Linked DNA regions of Sus scrofa: region 1 is linked to region 2. Evidence: chromatin contacts called from public Hi-C data. All regions are on one chromosome and are shown on one strand. Each heading gives the region's core, a stretch centred on a gene start, on an enhancer-like site or on the middle of the called end of the contact. The rest is flanking DNA. Distances are from core to core; before and after follow the strand shown. Region 1 holds the start of CCDC126 (coiled-coil domain-containing protein 126). Region 2 holds the start of TRA2A (transformer 2 alpha homolog).

The links. Hi-C and Micro-C count contacts between places; a contact is called where the count stands out from the background.
Region 1: a Hi-C map of skeletal muscle shows a contact between it and region 2, with 3 times the contacts expected there. The contact joins the promoter of CCDC126 here to the promoter of TRA2A in region 2. A contact is called at or near these places in 4 of 47 Hi-C or Micro-C datasets (brain, heart right ventricle and skeletal muscle) and 1 of 2 datasets of contacts at active chromatin or transcription factors (alveolar macrophages).

Annotation. Positions count from the first base shown.
Region 1 is chr9:92,367,773-92,373,513 of Sscrofa11.1, forward strand. It overlaps CCDC126 (coiled-coil domain-containing protein 126), which reads left to right and starts at 4,298. Exons shown (of 3, transcript XM_003357478.4): 1 at 4,298-4,523.
Region 2 is chr9:92,319,610-92,326,134 of Sscrofa11.1, forward strand. TRA2A (transformer 2 alpha homolog) reads right to left here and starts at 3,976. Exons shown (of 8, transcript NM_001077223.1): 1 at 3,941-3,976. The coding sequence starts at 3,976.

The DNA of each region.
Region 1 (5,741 bases), core at 3,048-5,547, 48 kb after region 2:
AGAAGTGTTTTTTCTTTGCATATAGTGGATATCACATTTTGCTGTGGCTTTTTGTATATTTATCTTCTCCCCCTTACCATAAGAAACTATGTCATGATTTTACTTGCCTCTGTGTCTTTAATATTTTCATATAGTCACCATAACTACCAACATTTCCTTAGGGCTTGCCATGTGCCAAGCACTATGCAATCTGCTTTATATACATTAACTTGAATTCTCATTTTAATTCTCACAACATCCTTATGACATAGTTACTCTTATTACTGCCGTTTTACAGATGGGGAAACTGAAGCTTAGAGAGGTTATGGGCTTGCCTAAGGTCATAGAGCTGTAAGGCCTAGAATTCAAAGGGTCCAGTCTGACTGCAGACTTATGCTCTTTTTTTTTTTAATTGGGAAATATAACACATAAATGGAAAAATATATAAACAATAAATATACTGTCTAATGAATTATTATAAAACCCACAACAGTGTAACCACTACCCATACTGAGAAATAGAAGTGTTGTAGAATTGCAACCCACTGTTCCTTCCCAGTCTCAATCCCCTACACATAGGGTTTCTTCTGTCTTAATGGTATCCATTCATGTCCTTTTTTTTTTTTCTTTTTGCTTTTAAGGTCACACCCTCAGCATGTGGAGGTTCCCAGGCTAGGGGTTGAATCAGAGCTACAGCCGCCTGCCTATGCCACAGCCACAGCAATGCAGGATCAGAGCCGAGTCTGCGACCTACACCTCAGCTCATGGAAGCACTGGATCCTTAACCCACTGAGTGGAGCCAGGGATCAAACTCATCCTTATGGATACTTGTTGGGTTTATTACCATTGTGCCACAATGGGCACTCCTAAGTATGCATTCTTTTTTTTTTTGTCTTTTGTCTTTTTGTTGTTGTTGTTGTTGCTATTTCTTGGGCCGCTCCTGCGGCATATGGAGGTTCCCAGGCTAGGGGTTGAATCGGAGCTGTAGCCACCGGCCTACGCCAGAGCCACAGTAACACGGGATCCGAGCCGCGTCTGCAACCTACACCACAGCTCACAGCAACGCCGGATCGTTAACCCACTGAGCAAGGCCAGGGACCGAACCTGCAACCTCATGGTTCCTAGTCGGATTCGTTAACCACTGGGCCATGACGGGAACTCCAGTATGCATTCTTTAATTCATGTTTTTAAACTTTATAAAAGTGGAACAATAAGCATACATTCTTTCGTGAGTGGCTTCTTTTTCTTGTTATACATTTTAAGATATATAGATATCTTAATATATTAATGCATTAGTGTGTTTATTATATTTGATGTCTATTATTATATGACAATTTATCTATTTTGCTATTGATAGAGGACATTTTTAGCTCTAACAGCAGTACTGCTGTTAATATTCTTGCACATACATCCTGGAGCACATGAGCCTTTCTTAGGGTTTATATATGGGAGTGACATAATTATCACTCTGTTCCATTTTAGCCATTCTGGTGGGTAGTGTAGTATTACCTTGCTGTGGTGTGAATTCCCTGTTCTCTTACGAGATGGACACTTTCTCATGCTTACTGGTTATTTGAATTTCTTCCTTGGTCATGTGTTTGTTCAAGTCTTTTTCTTCTGACTGTAGTTCTTTACATATTCTGGATATAGTACTTCTCTGAATTCTCCCGTGGTATAGTCGGTTAAGGACTGCTATTGTCACTGCAGCGTCTTAGGTCGCTGCTGTGGCTGGGGTTTGATCTTTGTTCTGGGAACTTCCACATGCTTTGGCTGTCTCCCCCCCATCTCTCTCCCGCCAAAGACTTCTCTTGGTTCTACATGCTGTAAGTTTTTTTTCAGTTTTATTGAGAGATAATTAACATACACTTCTGTGTAAATATGGGACATACAACATAATGCTATAATTTCTTATTTGAGGCTTTTTTTTTTAAAGCTCTTTTATTTATTTTTATTTTATTTTACTTTTTTGGTTGCCCAGCTGCATATGGAAGTTCCTGGCCAGGGAGCAAATCTGAGCTGCTGCACCTGCGACCTGTGCCACAGCTGTGCTAAGACTGGATACTTAACCCACTGTGCTGGGATGGGGATCAAACCTGCACCACAGCAGTGACAATGCGAGATCCTTAACTCACAGTGCCACAGCAGGAATTCCTTAGCTCTTTTAATAAGGTGTCATTTGATGAAACCAAGCCTTAAAATATTAATGTAGATGATGTATAGTTTATTCTATTATAATTAGTGATTTTGGATTAATTTAAAAAGTCTACTCCTACCCTTGAAGTCATGGAGATATGCTCTTATTTTATCTTCTAAAAGCTTTATTATCTTGCCTTTCAAATTTATAATCTAATATCCACCCGGAAATGATTTTTTTGTGTGTAATATGAAGAGCCCGATTTCACTTTTTTTCTTCTAAATGGAAATTTGTCCCAGCATCAATTATTGAAAACCATTCTTTAAGTATTGCGTTGCATCACCTCATGACAATATATATCGAATTCCCATGTATGGATGAGACTTTCTGGTCTCTTTATTCTGTTCTATTGGTATAAATGGTGTATCCTTGATCCAATACCACACTGCCTTAATGATTATTGCTTTATAATAAAGCTTGCTATCTGGTTTCATGAGGCTTTCTCCTCTTCTTTCTTTTACTTCCTTCTCTTCCCCATGTATGCCTGTCTTTGCCCTTGCATTAAAATTTTATTTTTTATTTATATATTTTTTGCCTTTCTAGGGCTGCTCCCGTGGCATATGGAGGTTCCCAGGCTAGGGGTCGAATCAGAGCTGTAGCTGTCGGCCTACACCACAGCCACAGCAACACGGGATCCAAGCTGCGTCTGCGAACTACACCACAGTTCACGGCAATGCCGGATCCTTAACCCGCTGAGCAAGGCCAGGGATCGAACCTGCAACCTCATAGTTCCTAGTCAGATTTGTTAACCACTGCTCTACAACGGGAATTCTGTGCTCTTGCATAAAATTTTAAATTAGCTTCTTAAGTTTCTTTTGCTCTTTGCGCCTGCGCGTGTGCACACACACACACACACACACACACACACACACACTGAGATTTATGTGGAATTGCACTGGATCTACAGATAAATCTGGGGAGAACTTATATCTTTCAGTACTGAAACTTCCAATTTGTGAACATATATTATCATCTTTTGTTTAGGTCTTTTTCAGTGTTTTAAAATGTTTTTTTTTGGAGTTCTTGCTGTGCCACAGAGGATTAAGAACCTGACTGCAGCACCTTGGGCCGCTGCTGACATATGGGTTTGATCCCCTGCCCAGCTCAATGGGATAAAGGATCTGGTGCTACCGGCAGCATAGGGCACAGCTTGACTCATTCAATCCCTGGCTTGGAAACTTCTATATGTTTCAGGGCAGCAATTAAAAAAATTTTTTTGGAGTTCCTGTCATGTCTTAGCGGAAACGAATCCGAATAGTAACCATGAGGTTTCGAGTTCGATCCTTGGCCTCTCTCAATGGGTAAAGAATCTTATGTTGCCTTGAGCTGTGGTGTAGGTTGTAGACTGGGCTTGGATGTGACTTTGCTAGTCGTAGGCCAGGGGCTATAGCTCCAATTGGACCCCTAGCCTGGGAACCTTATTATGCCTCGGGTGAGGCCCTGAAAAAAAAATTGTTTTTCTTCATGTAAGTCTTGCATATCTTTGATTGATTTATTCCTCCATATTTGATACTTGTTTGACGCTATTGTAAGCTTCAAATTTCTAACGAAAAAAATTCAGTTCTCTTTTTTCCTGGAGTATAGAAATATGAATTGGTTTAAAAATACTGTATCCATTAACCTTGTTGAACTCATTAATTGTAACATTTTATCTTTAATTCTTTTCGATTTGTCACATAATATTATTAATTTCTTCCCTTCATGTTCAGTCTTTAGTCCTTTTATTTTTCTTGCCTTACTCCATTGGCTAAGAACATTCCAGGGCAATAACCGGCATTCTTGTTAGTAGTATACTTTAAATCACTGCTAAGCCCTTCTACCTCGAGCCAGCAGTGTGTAATTGCTGGTTCCCAGCTGGAGGATTTGATTGAGCCGCCCACGCTCTTCTTTCAGCAGCTGCAACGAATTAAAGCAGAAAGCACGCCTCCCTCAAGCTCATCCCGGATTCCAAAGAAGGAGCTGGCCGCCCTCTCCAGTTGCCACGCAACGGCGTCATCCTGACCGGGAGTAGGTGTGCGCCGGCTAGAAGCACGTGCCGCCGCTTCCGCATTCCGGGGACTACATCCCCCACAATGCCGCGCGCCGCGGCCAGCAGGTCTCCGAAGTGGGGGGAAGGGCCGGGCCAGGAGGCGGAGCGGAAGCGGAGTGTGAGGGGCGAGAAGAGTAGAATCTCCACAACCCGGGAATCAATCTTGTCTGTGACTCCCAGTGCTCGGCCTTCCTCCTTCCGACCTGAAGGCTGCTTCCCAAGCGCGGGACGCCGCTGACGTCTGTTATTCGGATTTCGCTGCGCCGTTTTGGTTCGGGAGCCCGTTGGCGTCGGCGACGGTGACGAGAAGCCCCGAGACAAGGTAATGAGGAGGGGGCAAGAGGGAAGCGGCGGGGGCAAGTGGGAAGCGGCGGGTGGAGGCATCTCCGCCGGCTCGGCCGCGCCTCTCGCGGATCCTCTTGGGCAGGGCGGCCGCCCCTTCTCCGCCGCGCCCCGCCCCCCGCCCTATCGGGGCCGCTGCTACCCGGCGGCTGCGGAGACCCGGCTCGGGCACTGTCCGGCAGCCCCGGGTCACTGTCGGGAGGCTCTTTGTCCCTGCCCTTCGATTCTGACAGTCGCGGCTCTGTGGGCCCTGGGCGGAGAACCGAGCGCGGCGGACTTCGTCCCGCGGCAGCAGGCGCGAGGAGCGCCGGTCCAGAGCTGAGGGGATGGAGCGCCCGTGCGGCAGTAGCACTCTCTTTCTTTTTCTGTTTCTGACAGCTCAGTTCTGTTCTACTTAGAAAGTCAAATGCCCTTTTTCACTTTTCCCTTCGAAACTTAGCTCCTGGATGACTAATAGGGATGAACTTAAACTGTGTCGACTGTGGCTGGTCTCACAAGCCTTATTAAGTAAGAGTGGCTCAGACAATTTCGATTCCAGCCTAATCGACTCACTGCCTGGCCTTAGTGACCTTGGTTAATTAAAGGCTCTAAGCCTGAGTTTTCTCTTCAATCAAGTGGCAGTAACAACACACACCTTTTAAGATGCTGGAATAAGAAATAGTATGCTTACAAACGCCATGAATTCTTCATTTGATGAAAAAATTCTTTGAGTTTGGTACTTACATTAGCTATACTGAAGTGGCATCTAGATGTTGTTTTTCCTTGTTTAATCATAAGCACTCCAGGTCGTGTATTCTTCACTTTATATACTTTATTCGTCTTAAACCTAAGACAGGAATTCTTTAAAATATGCAGTCTTCTCAGTTTCCGCAGTTTGAAGATGGCTGAGAAGGTTCTTAGGAAATTGATGACTCTGCTGTGGATCAGCTTTAGAGATACAAGGACTTATTCACCCCACCCCCACTCCCAGCCGAGTCCTGTGGGGGATCCTTAGAGGAGCTCAAGTATTTGTTTTGGCAGAGTAAACATCTAGGTGTTCTGCAATCCTTAGTGGGGCTTCATCACTTTACCCTAGTTCAGTATTTTTCTTTCTCTACACTTTCCCGCTGGCTAGTAGTTTTCCCCCTTTGGGATTTGTGTTTCCAAGTTGTAGTTTTTGTTCTCAGAATAAGTTGAATGATTGCAATAAATTTTCTAA
Region 2 (6,525 bases), core at 2,726-5,225:
AAAGCACAGACAATTGTGGAATTATAATAAGACCCTTACATGATAAAAAAAAAAAGTCTTTAACCTCTTTTAAAAACACCAATATAAATTTGTGGGCCATTGTGAAAGAAAAAAATTAGAAACAACTCATTCTTTTTATGAAGATGACATGCAAAACTCATAGTTCAAGTACCAACCTCACTGCCAGCTCCAAAAGACATTTCCTCTTAAGGTTCTGTTAACTTGATATACATGTCACAAACAAATTGCTCATGTTGGCCTATTTTAATGGCACTACTATTCTCCTGGATCCCTTGAAAATGTCTATTCAGTTTAGACCTAATTTTTCATAAGCTCCTACCTTAAATATTTCAAGTGTGCCCTGCTGATCTTCCTGTACCGGTCTCTGTTCTTTGCTAAAATTCACTATGCCATCCAAGAATTAAGAATCCATAGACAGCTCATTAGTGAATACTAGATTAAGTCCAAATTCCTAAAACTAAAATTCGAAATGCTTCAATACCTGACTAGTCAAATCTATCATGTCTCATTACTCTAGCAACCTCACTGTTCCACCCTTACAATGTTCATATTTCCCTAATCATAAGAGCCAATGTACTTTTTCCATACTAAAGCTTTCCCTTTCTCATAGGCACACAAAACTGCTTCAAATTCTTTATTAATTTTATCACATACCACTTCATCATATACTTACTTTTACCCAGATATGAGCTGTCAGTCATCTCAAATCAGACTCCAAGTTCTCTTTCCCTTAAGAACACCTGGCTTTTACTAAAAAGGCAGCAGATGCTCAAAAGTTTTACCTCGAGTAGAAGGCAATTTTGTTGGTTAACTGTCAGTGTTACTTACGACAAAATTTAGTCAATTATATTTTCTTTCCTAAAGGTCTTTTATTCTAGTCCTTTAAAATGCAAGAGATATTAATCTATAATGGAAAAGCAAGCTCCTGTAGCTGTTTTTAGCAAACTCCATAACTGCTCTGAGACACTGAAGTGCAGTGTACTCTTTTCAAAAAAGTAACCAAAAATATACAGCATAGTGTATGTATGAAATGAGCAACGGACTGGTACTTGTAAACAGTCCTATTTCTTCCATGTGTTTCCAGTCTCTAGAAAGTTATCCTCTAATTTTAAGAATCTTTTCAATAAGATAGAGTTAATATGCACTATTAATATTGACTCTGTACACTTAGCAAATGAAATCTGAATACTGACCCATCAATTTTAGTCAATTCTCTATTTCAGTCAAAAAGTTTGAGATACAACAACTACTTAAAACACTTCGGAAAGATCATCTGAAAACACTTTTTTGAGCCTCTCTGAAAGGTTATAACATTTACTATTTATTTATTTAGTTTAGGGCCACCCTCACAGCACATGGAAATTCCCAGGCTAGGGGTTGAATCAGAATTGCAGCTGCTGGCCCATGCCACAGTCACAGCAACGTGGGACCCAAGCAGTGTCTGAGACCTACACACAGCTTGTGGCAACGCTGGATCTTTAACCCACTGAGTAGGGCCAAGGATCAAATCCCGGTCCTCATGGATACTTGTCAGATTGGTTACCGCTAAGTCACAACAGGAACTCCGGTTATTACATTTAGGTACAAAAATACAACAAATGTATTCTATAAAACCTTTTTAAAAAAATTTAAATAAATTTTATTGGACTATAGTTGATTTAGAAAGTTGTGTGAATTTCAAGTGTACAGCACAGTAAATCAGTTAAACATATTTTATAAAATCTTTCTAAACTGCTGGTTTGTGGTTAGCAGATAAAAGATCACTGTAATTTAAAAACTAAAAGCATTGGTGAATATGAAATTGCCTTGAGAATCAAAAAAAGGTACACACTCAGAAAAGTTTCTAGCATTCTTCTAATTCTTCAACCAATTATGAATAAAGACAATTACCTCAACCTACAAAAAAGTAATATAAGTAACAGGTGAACCTATTCATTACTCAATTTGGTTCATTTCATACCTGGGTATCACGTGTGGGGAAAAATTTTTTCTATAACCACAAACGTTGTAAAAGGGGAGGAAAAAGAAGGCAAAAACTTTTTCTCTATTAAAAGAAATTAAGTGCCATGCATTTTAGGTTAAAATTGGGTGGGAACCTTACATGTATTACTTTCTTGGATGGGTAAGGTAACAATCATCAAGAACTTGCTCCTTCCTTAACCTGATGACTAAATAAAATTTTAAAAAAATAAAGGAAAACAAGGTCTCAGATAGTAGTCCTCTTCACTTCTCCACAAACCAAAACAAATACCAACTTCTCGAGATTATAGTGAAGTTAATTTAAGAGGCAGCAAAATTTCTTCCATAGCCACCTAACATTTTCAAAACAAGAAGCAGCTCACAACTATCCCCAAATATCATTACGTGATTTTTAAAAAGTTTTGTTGGGATAATCAATACCACCCATTCTAAAAAATTCAGTAAGCTCAACTATTCCTTTCTATCTATGACCCAGAAATATGACCTAGAGAAACCCAATCTTAAAGGCATTAAAGATAACTTTTTTTGGTTTCCAATCTCAAAAAGAACAAAAGCCTAAATCGACCCTCTGATTTAACTGTCTGGTTCCAGATGCTTATCTTATGAGTTTCTAAAAAAAGACAAAACTCATTCCATCCACACACCTTAAGTGTTTTTTGTTTTCTTTCTTTCTTTTTGCGTTTCCCCTAGTAACCAGAATACCAACACAAGAGCAGAAAAATGCTGCCTGAGGACTTTCTTTTCCGAGTCTTACACTAATTCACTTCCATCAATTTTCACTAAGAAAGTTACTTCGGAAATTTAACCCAATCATCGCTAAATGTTCAGTACATTTAAGCTGAAGATAACCTATCTTTGTGATGTTTATATTTACCGACCCAAAATAATGAAAAACTTTGATCCCTCTTTGCTGGAGGATGGGCTGAGAAGGGAAATGGGAGAGGGTCTGTACTTTGAAGGTATCCTTTTGAGCTGAGAGGATAGCATACACTATTGCAAAAATACTGAGCCATGAAATTTGTTCGGTTATGTAAGATTAAGACAAAAGATTCCCTCTTTTGCTTTTTACCGTCAAAACCTGTCAAGTAGTGGTCAGTGTTTAGACGAAAGGTCATAGGAAGAAAAAGCATTTGAAGTTGAGATATAGAGAAAGAAGAAAAAACCCAACATCAAGGAATCAGAAAAGGCATTATAGCATTTTCACATTCATTGTGCAGTGAAAGGAAAGCAGAAGGGACATTAAGGGAAAAAGGGCTCCTTGCGTAGTTTTCCCCTCACAGCTCTCGTCTTAAGAACGCTTAAGGGTCGGTGCGGTCGTTGACTAACCACTTCATTAGGCTCGTCCCACCTTCAACCTCAAGGCTTTCGCCTTTATAGACGCAACGCCGCCGGTTCCAACAGAGACGCGGCCGCTCACTGCAATAGAGAGCCAAGGAGACACAGGCCCCAGCTAGTCCCACGCCAGCTTCTCCCCGCCCGGACAGCAGCCCCGCGCACTTTCGATCCCGAGACCCTCTACGATGCTCGGGGTCGCCAGCAATGCCACCGCAGGAAGCACCTACCACTATCCGGTCGGAGGGGAACTCCCTGCCGTCTCCTCCCGCCCCACCGCGACGGGGACCCACATCTCGGAACAGAGATAAGGAAGCCTCGGGGTGGGGAAATGGGAGAACGCACCGCGGGGGGAAATCGGACACAGGAGTCCAGGTTATCAGTCAGTCTCCAAAAAGCGGGGTAAGGGGGTTAGCCGTGGTGTTTGGGGCAAGAGTGGAACCCAGAAGCCATCTTGGGATGTGAGGAAGCGACCGCGATGGCTCCAGAGGCTGCTCCCCGCGGGCCCCCACAAGGCTCCCCGCAACCACGCCCGACCGCGCTTGTCCCCGTGAAACCCCGAGCATCGGGCCGCCGCCGAAGACGGCTCCCGCGGCTTTGTACTCACTCTGCCCTCGAAGTTGTTCTCCTCTACATCACTCATGTCGGCCAGGCGCTCCCCAGAACTAAGTAAGAGACAAGTCTCGGCTTGAGGGCCGATGGACTAATCAACCCGCTGACTCGACTGTGGGGAGGAGGAAAGAGTCGGCAACAGCCGTCGCTCGACTCCACTCCCACTCGGTCGCAGGCTCCGGCAAAATGGCGCCCGCGCCGCCAGAAACCTTCTGGCTTCCCCGGTGCGCGACGTGAGGGGGCGGGGCTTCTCTGTGACGTCAAGAGGCCCCGCCCCCAGAGAGGCTTTACGGAGGACCCGCCTAGCAATACCGCCCCTGGAGCCCCGACCCTTAGCGCGTTGGACCAGAGGACCCCCCCAGACATCTAAACTTCAGACTCCTTTCTAACGCATCAGTACTTTTGAAGATTTTGAAGTCACCAGATGAACTTTTTTTGACCTTGTCGCATTTATATATTTTCCAAGAGAATTCTGATGGATCAGAAAATAGGGGAGTTCCCATCATAGCGCAGTGGAAACGAATCCGACTAGGAAGCATGAGGTTGCGGGTTTGATCCGTGGACTTGCTTAGCGGGTCAAGGATCCGGAGTTGCGGTGAGCCGTGGTGTTTGTCGCAGATGCCGCTCGGATTTGGCCGTGGCTGTGGCGTAGGCCTGAGGGTTACAGCTCGGATTAGATCCCTAGCCTGGGAACCTCCGTATGCCGAGGGTCTGGCCCTAGAAAGATAAGAAGACCAAAAAAAAAAAAAAAAAGAAATCGTCTGCATAATGAGTAGGCTTTTATTTGGGATCTTTTCAACACTCTTTTCTTCACCATTTGCCCTATATAATTCCATTACAGTGATACATGCATAAATTGGATTATAATGAAAAGTCACAGTTCTTTACCTCTCTGCTCCCTGCCTTCCTGAGAAAACTGTCAATTTTATTTTTTTAAATATTGCTTAGTTATCTACTACTATTTTTTGACTTATATATTTCCTTATATCGGCATAGCTAAGACCTCTGTCAGATCTAACCACTTGGTTCCCAATCATGGTAATTTCTGAAGTGACTTTGAGCTTTATTCATATCTTGCAATTTTAAAATGTTTCCTCTTAAAAATCTTTTTCCCATATATATTTTTATATATTTTTTAACATGTGGTATATGGAAGTTCCCAGGCCAGGGGTGGAATTGGAGCTGCTGCTGAGGTTACTCCACAGCAACAGCAACATCAGCAGCTGCTACCTAGACAGAATCCTTAACCCACCGAGTGAAGCCAGGGACCAAACTCACATCTGCACAGAGACAATGTGGGATCCTTAATCCACTGAGCCACATTAAGTACTCCCTTTTTCCCATAGTATTTTGTTTTGTTCACCCATGCATTTGAAAATTCCTGGGTCAGGAATGGAACCTCCGACAGCAGTGAGCTGAGCCATTGCAGTGACAGCCAGTGATCATTAATCCTCTAGGCCTCAAGGAAACTACCGTCATAACACTTTGGGATGAAAAAGTTGATGTGAACCTTCAACCACAGTTCTATGTTAGGAAAGGTAATTGAACATTTTCATGAAGATCACTGCCATTGGGCAAGATTTCTAGATTTGACTGTGTCTGCTATTAATAGAGCTAAACATTTATAACATCCACCTTTTAAAAAGATGATGAAATTTATAATGAGGGAATCAGGTAGATACTATTTGAACCTCCCAATAAATCTTAGCACCATTAAATGAGATAATCATACATGATATACTTGATGTGATATAATCAGAACTACACAGCACCTTCTGTAAGTATTCGTAATTCCTCCAAACTGAATATCACTCAGATATAATTAAGCATTAGAATATCAGATCTATACTCAGATCTAATTAAGCATTAGATCAAACAACAGTTTACAGGAAATGTAGGGAATAGAAAAATAAGTTTAGGAGTTTCCGTTGGAGCTCAAGAGTAACAAAACCAACTAGTATCCAGAAGGACTTGAGTTTGCTCTCTGACCTTGCTCAACAGGTTAAGGATTCCGAATTGCTGTGTGCTCTGGTGTGGGTGGCAGACGGATCCACATTGTGGTGGCTGTGGTGTAGGCTGGCGGCTGCTGTTCTAGCCTGGGCATTTCCATATGCCAGGGGTGAAGCCCTAAAAAAAAAAAAAAAAAAAAAAAAAGTTTTTTAAAAAACCCCACCAAAACACCAATAATGAATCAGTTTTCATAGGACAAGTAACCTAATTTCCCCCAACAAATTAAATAAATTTAACAACAAGAATGTAAGGGGAAAGTGGGCTATCAAAGACTAAAGAGTCGTAAGAAACATAATATGTACCTCATAGTCTTGATTCAAACCAACTGTTTTAAGACAGCAAAATTTGCATTAAGTCTGGGAATTTGATGATATTCAGGAATTAATATTATTTCGTGTGATAATGTGCTGGCTATAATTAAAGAGAAAAATCTTTACCATGAAATGACATATCTAGAATTTAAATTATTCCAAAAGAAAACTCAAATAAATATTGTGAATATGGGGAAGATATAAGTGTTAAAATTGGGTAATCAGTACATAACTATCCATAATGGAAGCAAAAGGGTTA